2 separate regions of the Triticum aestivum genome follow, and region 2 is linked to region 1. The links are chromatin contacts, called in public Hi-C maps. All regions are on one chromosome and are shown on one strand. The core of a region is the stretch at or near the end of the contact, and the rest is flanking DNA. Distances in the headings are between cores, read along the strand shown.

Region 1 (4,737 bases), core at 717-3,216:
CTGCTCGAATACAGGCTCCACAGAAGATTTTATCAGTTCCGATGCAGCCTACAATAACCACACTTGCCACCCTAAGTAAACTTCCAATATCCAGAACTAATTTATTCAAAGACGCAGTAGGAAAACTCAGTATCTGGTATCAGAACTTTAGTAGATACTTGAATGAAGCTGGAATAGCACCTCATTGACAAATGGCCAGATTTTCACCAATTCTTGGTTCAGCCATTTAAGCTGTAGAAGTTAAATAAAATAAGGTATCAGTACAACATTAGATAAGGCCAAGGTCACTCGGTCATTTAAGCTATGAAAAACAGAAAACTAAGGTATCAGCACAACATTGGAAACACCAAGGTCAAAGCTTAATAGGAAGTTAAGAGAGAAAAAGGCTCAACTTCTGCTTTTGGGTGAAAGATACCCACGATGGATAGGACTCAGTAGGAATAAGTGCCTTCAGATCTTGAACAGACAATTTTGAGAAAGATGAAACTGTAGCAGTCTGCAGAAAGGTAAAATTATGGTGAGAATTGATCAGTCCACAAACAAGTGTTGCTGTAGGAAGATATTCTTGTCATCAAATAATAGTTGCTAGGTTCTCAAGATAATTTTTTCACAGCTCACCAAAATTTAAAAGTGGGAGTGGTGGAACTAAGAGTTGCACAGGGTAGCCAGTAAACCAAAGCATTATTTAATTCAAAAGAATAGGTGTTTTCACTTTTTGGAATGCTCATTTCAATGCAAGGACGTATTCAAAGTGCACAATTCAATACACAGTAGCGAGCGTCTTTGTGGCTATATATATATATATATATTCATTTCCATCAATGGAACTGATTGTGCTATTGACAATCCCTGAGTCAAAACCAATTCATATGCGTATTGCCTAATTGCTGCAATTGAACTATTAATTCATTACCAACCCCAATGTCTCAATGAGGATAGTCAGCCCATTCATATGCGTCGGAGGGCGCTGCTGTGGTCGCCGACAACGGCTACAACCTGTGTGTGGGCCATCGCGGAGCTTGTGCGGCTCACAGTGGTGAGCACAGAGGCTGACAGGGGCCAGGGAGCCGGGGCCGGGGCGGAGCTGTGCGTACGGCCAGCTGCGCGAACACATTCAGCGGCTTGGCCTTGGCATACACGCGAGCTCGCGCCTAGCCGTCAAGCGGAGCAGCCTTACGGTCGGAGGTGGGCAAGGACCAGAGCCACCTCGCCGGAGGGCTCCATGCCCGCGTCCTCCCCGTGCTGCTAGACGCGCGCCAACTGCTCGTCGAAATGCCCAGCTGAGTTAGACTGAATCACAGCTAACTAATGGCGGAGCACTTGATGACAGCCGTAAATACACCCAAACTGGAAACCACAAGCGTGATTAGGATCAAAGCCTAGTAGCAATTATGGCCCGTATAGATGAACCACCCATGGCTCCACAATTAATCCGCATCATATCGCCCAACATGGATACTAGCAATTGATTTCCAATCAGCAGCGTTCTAACCCAGCATTTCCTAATTTCGAACACCTGTAGAGGCACAGATTGACGGACCAACCCAGCGGCCAACCGAATCGCGTCGGAATCGGATCACCGTAATCGCGCGCGAGGGGAAGAGAAATTGGAAACGCGAGGAGGCCGGGGGGGGGGGGGGGGGGGGGGGGGGGGGGGGGTCGTCGCGCGTACCAGCTGGCGGCGCTGCTCGGCGCGGGAATTCTCGAGGCGCGCGAACGCCATGACGACGCCGACGCCGAGCACCAGCCCCAGCAAGGCGCCGAAGAGGAACGCCATGGCTCGCCTCGCCGCCCTCCACAGCCTGCCTCCCGCGTGCCGAGGTGGGTGCGTGGTGGTGTTCGGGCTGGATTGATTGATGAGGAGAAGAGAAGGTGCGCGCAGGAGCGCTGCTCCGCTTTTCGCCTCGCCAAAAGGAATTTATGTTCTCCTTTTTACTGGGACAACTATTCGTTTCTGTTCTGAGATGTGCTTTGCGTAGGGCGTCGGTCACGGTGCGGGGCACGTGCCACGCAGATAGATTGGCGGGCTCGGCAGCGGGTAGTGTGTGGAGATTTGTGTTGCGTTTAATATTCTGGTCTGGTTGTGGCTCCTTGCTTGGAGATGGGGACGGAATGGACCAGATGCCTCTCCGTGTGCTTCCTATGGCTTCCACCGTTCCAGCTGAGGGCACGTGTTCCACCGGAGGGCCACGTGGTGAAGATCACGGGCAAGCTTTTTTTTTTCTGAAACCAAAGAGCTTTATATTCATATAAAGGGACGTGGAGTTTCTGCACCCGAGCTCTCATTTGAGCTCGGGTGAACAGTAAAATTGAAAAAAGTCGACAAAATTTTAAAAAAATTCAAAAAAAATTTGGGAGAAACATTGACAAAAGTTTTAAGTGCTTGCAAAAATTCGTTATGAAATCACATTTCTAGGAGGCGTGGAAAAAAAACAAAATCGGTACTCAGAAAATGCTACTTTCAAAAGTATTTTGGAGCCTGAATTTGTTTTTTTTTGCCACGCCTTACAGGAATGTGATTTCATGATGAATTTTTGCAAGCACTTAGAACTTTTGTCAATGTTTTTCCCCAAAAAAATTTGGAATTTTTTGAATTTTCTTTGATTTTTTTTTATTTTACTGTTCACCGAGCTCAAATGAGCTCGGGAGCAGAAAGGCACTTTCGCATATAAAGGCATTTTTGAAACAGTCAGCCTGGCTGGTCAACAAAAGCCCGGAGTTTCATCAAGCCAGCTATTGGTCACATTCAGAGTGCAAGCACGCTTTGCATACAGATGCGCCGGGACATTAGCTGACATGGATACATGCTAAATATCAAATGAAGTAAAATTATTACATAGCTCTCCTATTCTAACAATAAAGGAGCCACAATTGACCGAGAATTGTTGCGAGTATTCCAGAGCATCACCATCTCCAAACAAGCGGTTTCCATGACCACATGCGAGAATCCTCAAAGTGAAGCGAATCGAGCTCCATTTCGTAGTGATAATCCCTCCATAATCAAGGGATCAGAAATACCCAAATATGGTTTGCACCATGCTCCTAGGAGCGCCGAAGAGGATCTAGCCACTCCTCCCGCACCTCCTCTGCCATCTCCTAGGTTTAAGGCACCGTCTATGGATATCTTGACGAGTCCCTCATCAGGTGGTCTCCAACCGAAACCAGGCAGGATCATCGCATCTCGACGTGGAAGATGAAGAAGGGCAATCGCCTCCTTGGTAGCCCTGATCGTCACCGTAGGATTCTTTCCCTCTTCGCCGTGCTTGATCCGGTTCCTGGAGTGCCAGATGGACCACATTATTGTTGTGATCTTGGCGCGGTCGTCATCAGTAAAACGAGGATCACATGTGATATCCCGCGCCCATGAGTCTGGATGAAGACGAGGCAATCTGAGGCCAAACCAAGCGTACGCTTCTTCCCAAAAGCATTTTGCATGTGAGCAATGTATGAGTGCATGCTCCAAATTCTCGTCCATTGCCAAACAAACTTTGCATCGACGAATCTCTGCAATATGTCGATAGTTAAGAGTGGCTTCATCTGGGAGAATACCATGAAGAACCCTCCACTAGAACACTCTAACCTTCGGGATGACATTCAATTTCCATAGGGATTTCCACAACTGCGTATCTTCCTCTGAGGTTTTGGTAGCCGTCCCTTCCTCTAGAGCAACACGCTCTTTTTGAGTCACGAGAGCTCGGTACGCCGACTTCACAGTGTAGTTCCCCGATCTTTCAAATGCCCATGCAAGAAAATAATCTCCTCCGCCTTGCCGAATAGGTATATTCAATATTGCTTCAGCATCCGGAGCAATGAAAGTACGACGAACAAGTTCTTGTCTCCACAACCAGTTAGATGGATCAATAAGCTCTGACACACGCTCAACAGTTGAATGTTGTGGTCGAAGAATAGGAGACATGGATATTGTACCTCGAATCCACTTGTCATTCCAAACCGATATGGAGGAGCCATCGCCCACGCGGGAAATCAATCCAGATCGTAGGGCCTCCCTCTCGGCCATGATCGCCCTCCAAGTGGCCGACCCCGACTTAGGTATAGTAGCCTGCATGAAGTCAGTGTCGGGAAAATAGCGGCCTTTCAAAACTCTTGCACAAAGGGAATTGTCATTGGTGATGAACCGCCACCCGTGCTTGCCCAACATGGCAAGATTGAACATATGAGGATCTCGAAAACCCATACCACCCTTGCACTTAGGTGTAGCTAGCTCCTTCCAGGACACCCAATGCAATGATTTCTTGTCAAGAGAGCTACTCCAAAAGTACTTAGCCATTGGAGAAGTGAGACTCTTACAAACTTTCTTGGTCAGAAGAAAAGTGCTTATTGGATAAGTAGGTATAGATTGGACGACCGATTTGAGAAGAGTCTCCCGGCCTGCACATGCCAACAATTTCTCCGACCAACCTTGTATTTTCCCACAGGCTCTTTCGCTGATATGATCAAATGTTCCACTTGTGATCCGACCCACAGCAGTAGGTAGCCCTAGGTATTTCTCGATGAATGCTTGCACATGGATATTCAGTTTTGCTTGCATAACCTGTCTCAGCGAATCAGGAGTGTTAGTGCTGAAATATACGGAACTTTTGTCGCGATTAACACATTGGCTCGAGGCCTCTCCATAGATCCTAAGAATCTCATTAAGTCTGAGAGCACTTGGGTTGCATGCATTTATGAAGATCAAACTATCATCTGCAAACAATAAATGTGTGACCCATGGTGATC
Region 2 (4,737 bases), core at 1,347-3,846, 160 kb after region 1:
TATGTGCATTAAGTGAACTTTGGCGATTTTTCGAAGATCCGTTCGTGATCTTTTGGTGAATGGATTATGCATTTCTATGTCCGATCATATGTCTGCTTTATGATCTACATACTCTTTATCCACGTTGTATGGTTTAGTATGAATATAAGGGATCGGAGATGAGATACACGGATGTGGAAGACGCGGTTTGAGGACTAATGCTCTAATATAGTTCCTTTAGCATATACTGTAACCATTTCTCCTACAAGTATTTTTGGTCTGAGGGAGTAATTCATAGGTTGTGAATCAATTGCTTGATGAAATTTAGGTTTAATTATTGAAGGGATTCCCCGCAAAAAAAAAATATTATTATTATTATTATTATTTGCGGGAGGAAAATTATTGAAGGGATTAATGAACCTGGAGGGAGGACGTGCTTGCTAGCCGAAGCATCGAGTCTGCAGAGTGCTTTGCTTGGCCAGCCTAAAGCAAGTGCACCCGGTCCGGTAGCCTTTTGTTTCTTAAGAAACACAGTAGAAATGCAGACCTTTCATACACACACACTCATCCGTCCGATACATGTGTGAATCTAGGGCTTAAACCCTGATAGGACGAGGACACAACCTCATTTCTTAATAACCATTCAATCGCAGATTGGTTCTCTGTTCCGCTGCTAGCTTGATTCCACGTGAGACGTGATGCAGGAGCAGAATTACACCATTCATTATGCGATGATATTATCACGACAGATTATAATCACGGTTCTACAACGACAAATCGAGCCTAGCTCCGCGTGTGCTGACTAGCAAATCAGCCTGGTCGGTCGATTCCGACTCCCCAGTCCTCTGCCCTCTCGGGTTCCCAAATCGGGAAAAGTACCACGTTCTAGAAGAAGAACATGAACCTGGCTTTCGCCGCGCTCTTCAATACCGTTGATAAACAAGTGCACGTTCACAACGAACCTTGACCGCGTTTTGATACATAGATAGATGATCATGCACACAAACGGAAAGAACCAGCACGCGCATACGTAGGGTCGGGCCCAGCTAGCTCCCCGGCAACTCCCCTCGTGCAACCCGTGGAATATTTCCTCGCAGCCACCTACTTCGGACGGAACGGAATCTCCTCCCTCAAACGCAAATCCTTTGACCCAGAACGGTCAATCCATGGCTGTTTTCCAACCGAGAATGCTCGGATTTTCTAATGGATTATCCAAACTCGCCAACTTGTACTGGTCCGGGAATAACAAACTGCGGTAATCCGCGAGACAGGATCAGCTCGGACGGACGCATGCACAGCCCTGCGGAGCTGACACGGAAATGCAGCGCCAAATTTGACGAGTTCAGAGTCCAGAAAGGTCAGTTTCTTTTACTGCTAGCAGTAGATTATCCAAACTCACCAACTCGTATTAACTGATGACTAATCTACACCAAACTGTTGGTCTCGGGTGAATTAGCTGACTAATTTACAAGACAGATGGATTCACAATTGGCAGTAAACTATAGGGTACGTGCCGTAGCTGGAAATTGACAAGTTCAGGGTCAAGAAAGCACGCGATTTTATATTTACACACCAACGAGAACCAGCGATTTGACCGAATCTCTTTTTTTCCGGGAGCGTGGAATCTGACAAAAGAACGAATTAACGAACTAATTTAATTTGATGAGATTTATCGTGGCAGCAGCGGAGCAGGGGATGGGATGTGATGGCTAGTAGGGGTGGTGCTTGGGGCGCAGCGCGTGCGCGGTGGCGAAGAAGCCGACGATGGCCGGCCGGTAGGGCAGGTACGACTTTTTCGTCGTCGTCGTCGTCCTCTCGCCGCCGGGGCCGGCCGCGGCTCCGGGCTTGCTGTAGAAGAGCCTGTGCGCGGTGGCCATGTCCATCTCCGTCGGAGCGGCGGCCGCGCCCTTCTTCTTGCCCTGCTTCTGCTGCGAAGTCTTCTTGTTGGCCGGAGCCGACGCGGCGGATAATGCGCTCGTCTTGGACTTGGGTTTGGCGGGAGTCGGCTGGAGGAAGAGGAACTTCTCCTTGCCGTCGCTGTGGGAGCGGCCGCCGGAGCCGAGGATGTCGCGCAGGCGGAAGCGGCGCGCGGCCTCGCCCGTGCCCGTGGACGCGCTCTTGGGGAAGGCGGCCGGTTCGCGCGCGGGCGACCCCGGCGCGGACCGCGGCGCCCACGCGCAGTACGTGTCCGGCGAGGGCGGCGCCGTCGCGGAGGTGGCCGAGGCCGAGGCGTCGTCGTCGTGGGCCTGGCGGCGGTGGAAGACCGGGTAGGCCGGGAGGATGCGGCCGTGCGCGAAGAGGTCGTCGGCCAGCGCCTCCCCGCCCGCCGGCGCCAGCGGCCGCGCGAACGCGAACTCGAAGCTGTCGCCGCTGGCGTCCGACGCCGCGTCGTCGTCGTCGTCGTGTTCTTGCTGGTAGTCCTCCTGCGGCTCCGTGAAGGCGCCGGCGCCCTCCTCGGCGTGGTCCCCGAAGCTGAGGATGGTGGCGAGACGCGCCATTGCTGCGGCCGTGGGCTGCCTGGCGGTGGCGCTGGACTAGCTAGCTGGTGGCGGCGAACAGCGGGCCGAGGCGAGGCGATGTGTCTGAACCCGTGTGAGTGTGACTGGTGTGTGGCGGGCGGCGTGGCCCGCGTTTATAAAGGAGAGGCGAATGCGCGTGGGGAGGAGGGGCGACGCGTCCGGGGGCGTGGGCGTGAGGAGCAAGGGAAAGCGAGGCCGAGCCGTGCTTGGATGGATTCGGTTGCTTGGAAGGGAAGCCGCTGGTGCTGGCCACGCACGGACGCGGCACGCGGGGCCACGGCACCGGTGGCGTAGGCGCGCAGGCCGTGGCCCCGATCGACAACGACGCGGTCTTTTACTATGCCCGTCCGTGGTCGTCGATCGTTCTCCTTGGGCTTGCCTCGTCCGGTCCCGACGGCCGGCTGGCTGCGCCTCAACGGCATCCCCGCTTCGATTCTTCTTCTCTTTTCTTTCCGTGGATTATTCACGTTCCTCTGTTTGCCACGAACAGCCGAGGAACTTCCCTCCCGTTCGCTCGTCCCCACAGAAACCATTTCCTTCCCCGGATCCACCACGCTTCTAGACGGGGCTGCAAAAACAAGCGTTTTTTTAACACACACACACACCAAAAAAAAAAAGTCTTGCTGATCGGGCGTGCTAGGCAAGGGGGGCCGCCATGCGAGGTGCACTACACTACATAGTCCAAAATTACGTTCCGGGAACCGAATTCTGAAGCACCGAGCGCGCAGCCGACGGCCGAGGATCGCGACGCCGACGACGCACGCGGGGAGGTGGAGCGAGGACAAGTGGAAACCGCTTTGGCACCTCATCGGATCAGGGGATGAACAGAAAAGTGATATATGGAAGACAGTTCAGACCCCCCTACTTGTGTCGAAATCAAGATTGCTTTTGCTTTTGCTCGGTGCCAACTTCTGTTAGCCGTGCAAAGCGGCGGGGGTGCTTTGAATTGATCGGTTCACCATTTCTTGCTTTTTTTGTGGCGTTGTCAGGTTCTAATCTGCAGCGGTAGTGGAACCGGAAAGGAAAAAATTAAAACAAAATAAGTATTATCATACTACATACCTTCATAGTAAAAAGGTGCAGATAAGCCAAACTATGAACATTGCCAAATTCAAAGCTGGGATATAAACAGTAACGCATTGCCATATTGGTACTATTCGCAGTCTGACAAATCAATTTTGTTTTCGATAATGATATCGGTGAACGTCAAATTTCTGGCAGTTCCAGTGACTCCCCTCATAGCTGTTTGATCGAGATCAAACAGTCCCAGTTTACAAACAAAATTTGCCTTCTCTGTAAGGAACCGACATACTATATTCTAAAGAAGTTGTCATCCCTCTATTATGACTAAAAACAAAGATGAAATTCGCCTGCAAATGCCAACCCTTCTTAACTGACATTCGTCAGTTATTGGGGTCCTTTTTTCTTGTCTTTTTTATATTCTATTTAATGTTTCTTTATGTGCATTGCAGTTTATATACCATTTATCTGAGCTAAGTTCAACAAAATCTGGCGAGCTAGCTCCGCTTCTCTCAAATTCATCTATTTATTTTCCAGACGATCTGCAACGAAATTGGGGAAGCCTCAAAAACCCAACCCAGACCCTTTGTTTTCCTCGCTCCGTCCCTCATTCCTTCTCTGGATCCGCTACCTCCCAGATCCAACGTCGTCGCTGCGCCACCGCCGAGGCCTTGACGGACCTCCACCGTTAGACCAGCAACACTGTGGAACCACCCTTGACCCGACAGTTCTCCATATACCTTCTGCCACTTCAGATGTCGTTCATGGAGGACACCATGCCCAACAAGTGTTCGGCCGAATGTCATAGACAAAAAAATTGACTTCTTTGTCCTTACTTTGAAGCAAACACGATGCATCCGGACACGGAGTACTTCTACGGGAACCTCATGTATTCGTCCTTATCAGGTGAAGACGAATATGAGAATGAAACGGCGATGATAAAGGCGGTTCTTGCAGACACACAACATGTGGGGTAACATGTTTTGTTACAAGGGATCAATCAAGTGACATCGAGTGTTGTTCGCCTCTACAATGGTTTATGGGTCTATGATGACTACTTCATCTTGAAGAAGGATGTCGTCGGAAGTATTTGCTGAATATTAGTTGGGCTAATGGCCCACTTAACAATTTCAGGAAAATCCCTAAGGGCCCATGCTGTCAAGGGAGTGGTGGGAAATTTAGTCCCACATGGCTAGTTGAGAGAGATGTACATCAATTT

The links. A called contact is a pair of places that touch in the nucleus more often than the background predicts.
Region 2: a contact with region 1 is called in a Hi-C map of leaf, with 4 times the contacts expected there. The contact joins the promoter of LOC123133739 here to the promoter of LOC123136117 in region 1. A contact is called at or near these places in 2 of 5 Hi-C or Micro-C datasets (both in leaf).

What each region holds. Positions count from the first base shown.
Region 1 is chr6B:128,601,626-128,606,362 of IWGSC CS RefSeq v2.1, forward strand. LOC123136117 (synaptotagmin-5) reads right to left here and starts at 1,967. Exons shown (of 13, transcript XM_044555412.1): 1 at 1,673-1,967; 2 at 392-496; 3 at 181-231; 4 at 1-48. The coding sequence starts at 1,777.
Region 2 is chr6B:128,756,584-128,761,320 of IWGSC CS RefSeq v2.1, forward strand. It overlaps LOC123133739, which reads right to left and starts at 2,597. Exons shown (of 1, transcript XM_044553153.1): 1 at 1,417-2,597. The coding sequence starts at 2,477. The coding sequence ends at 1,689.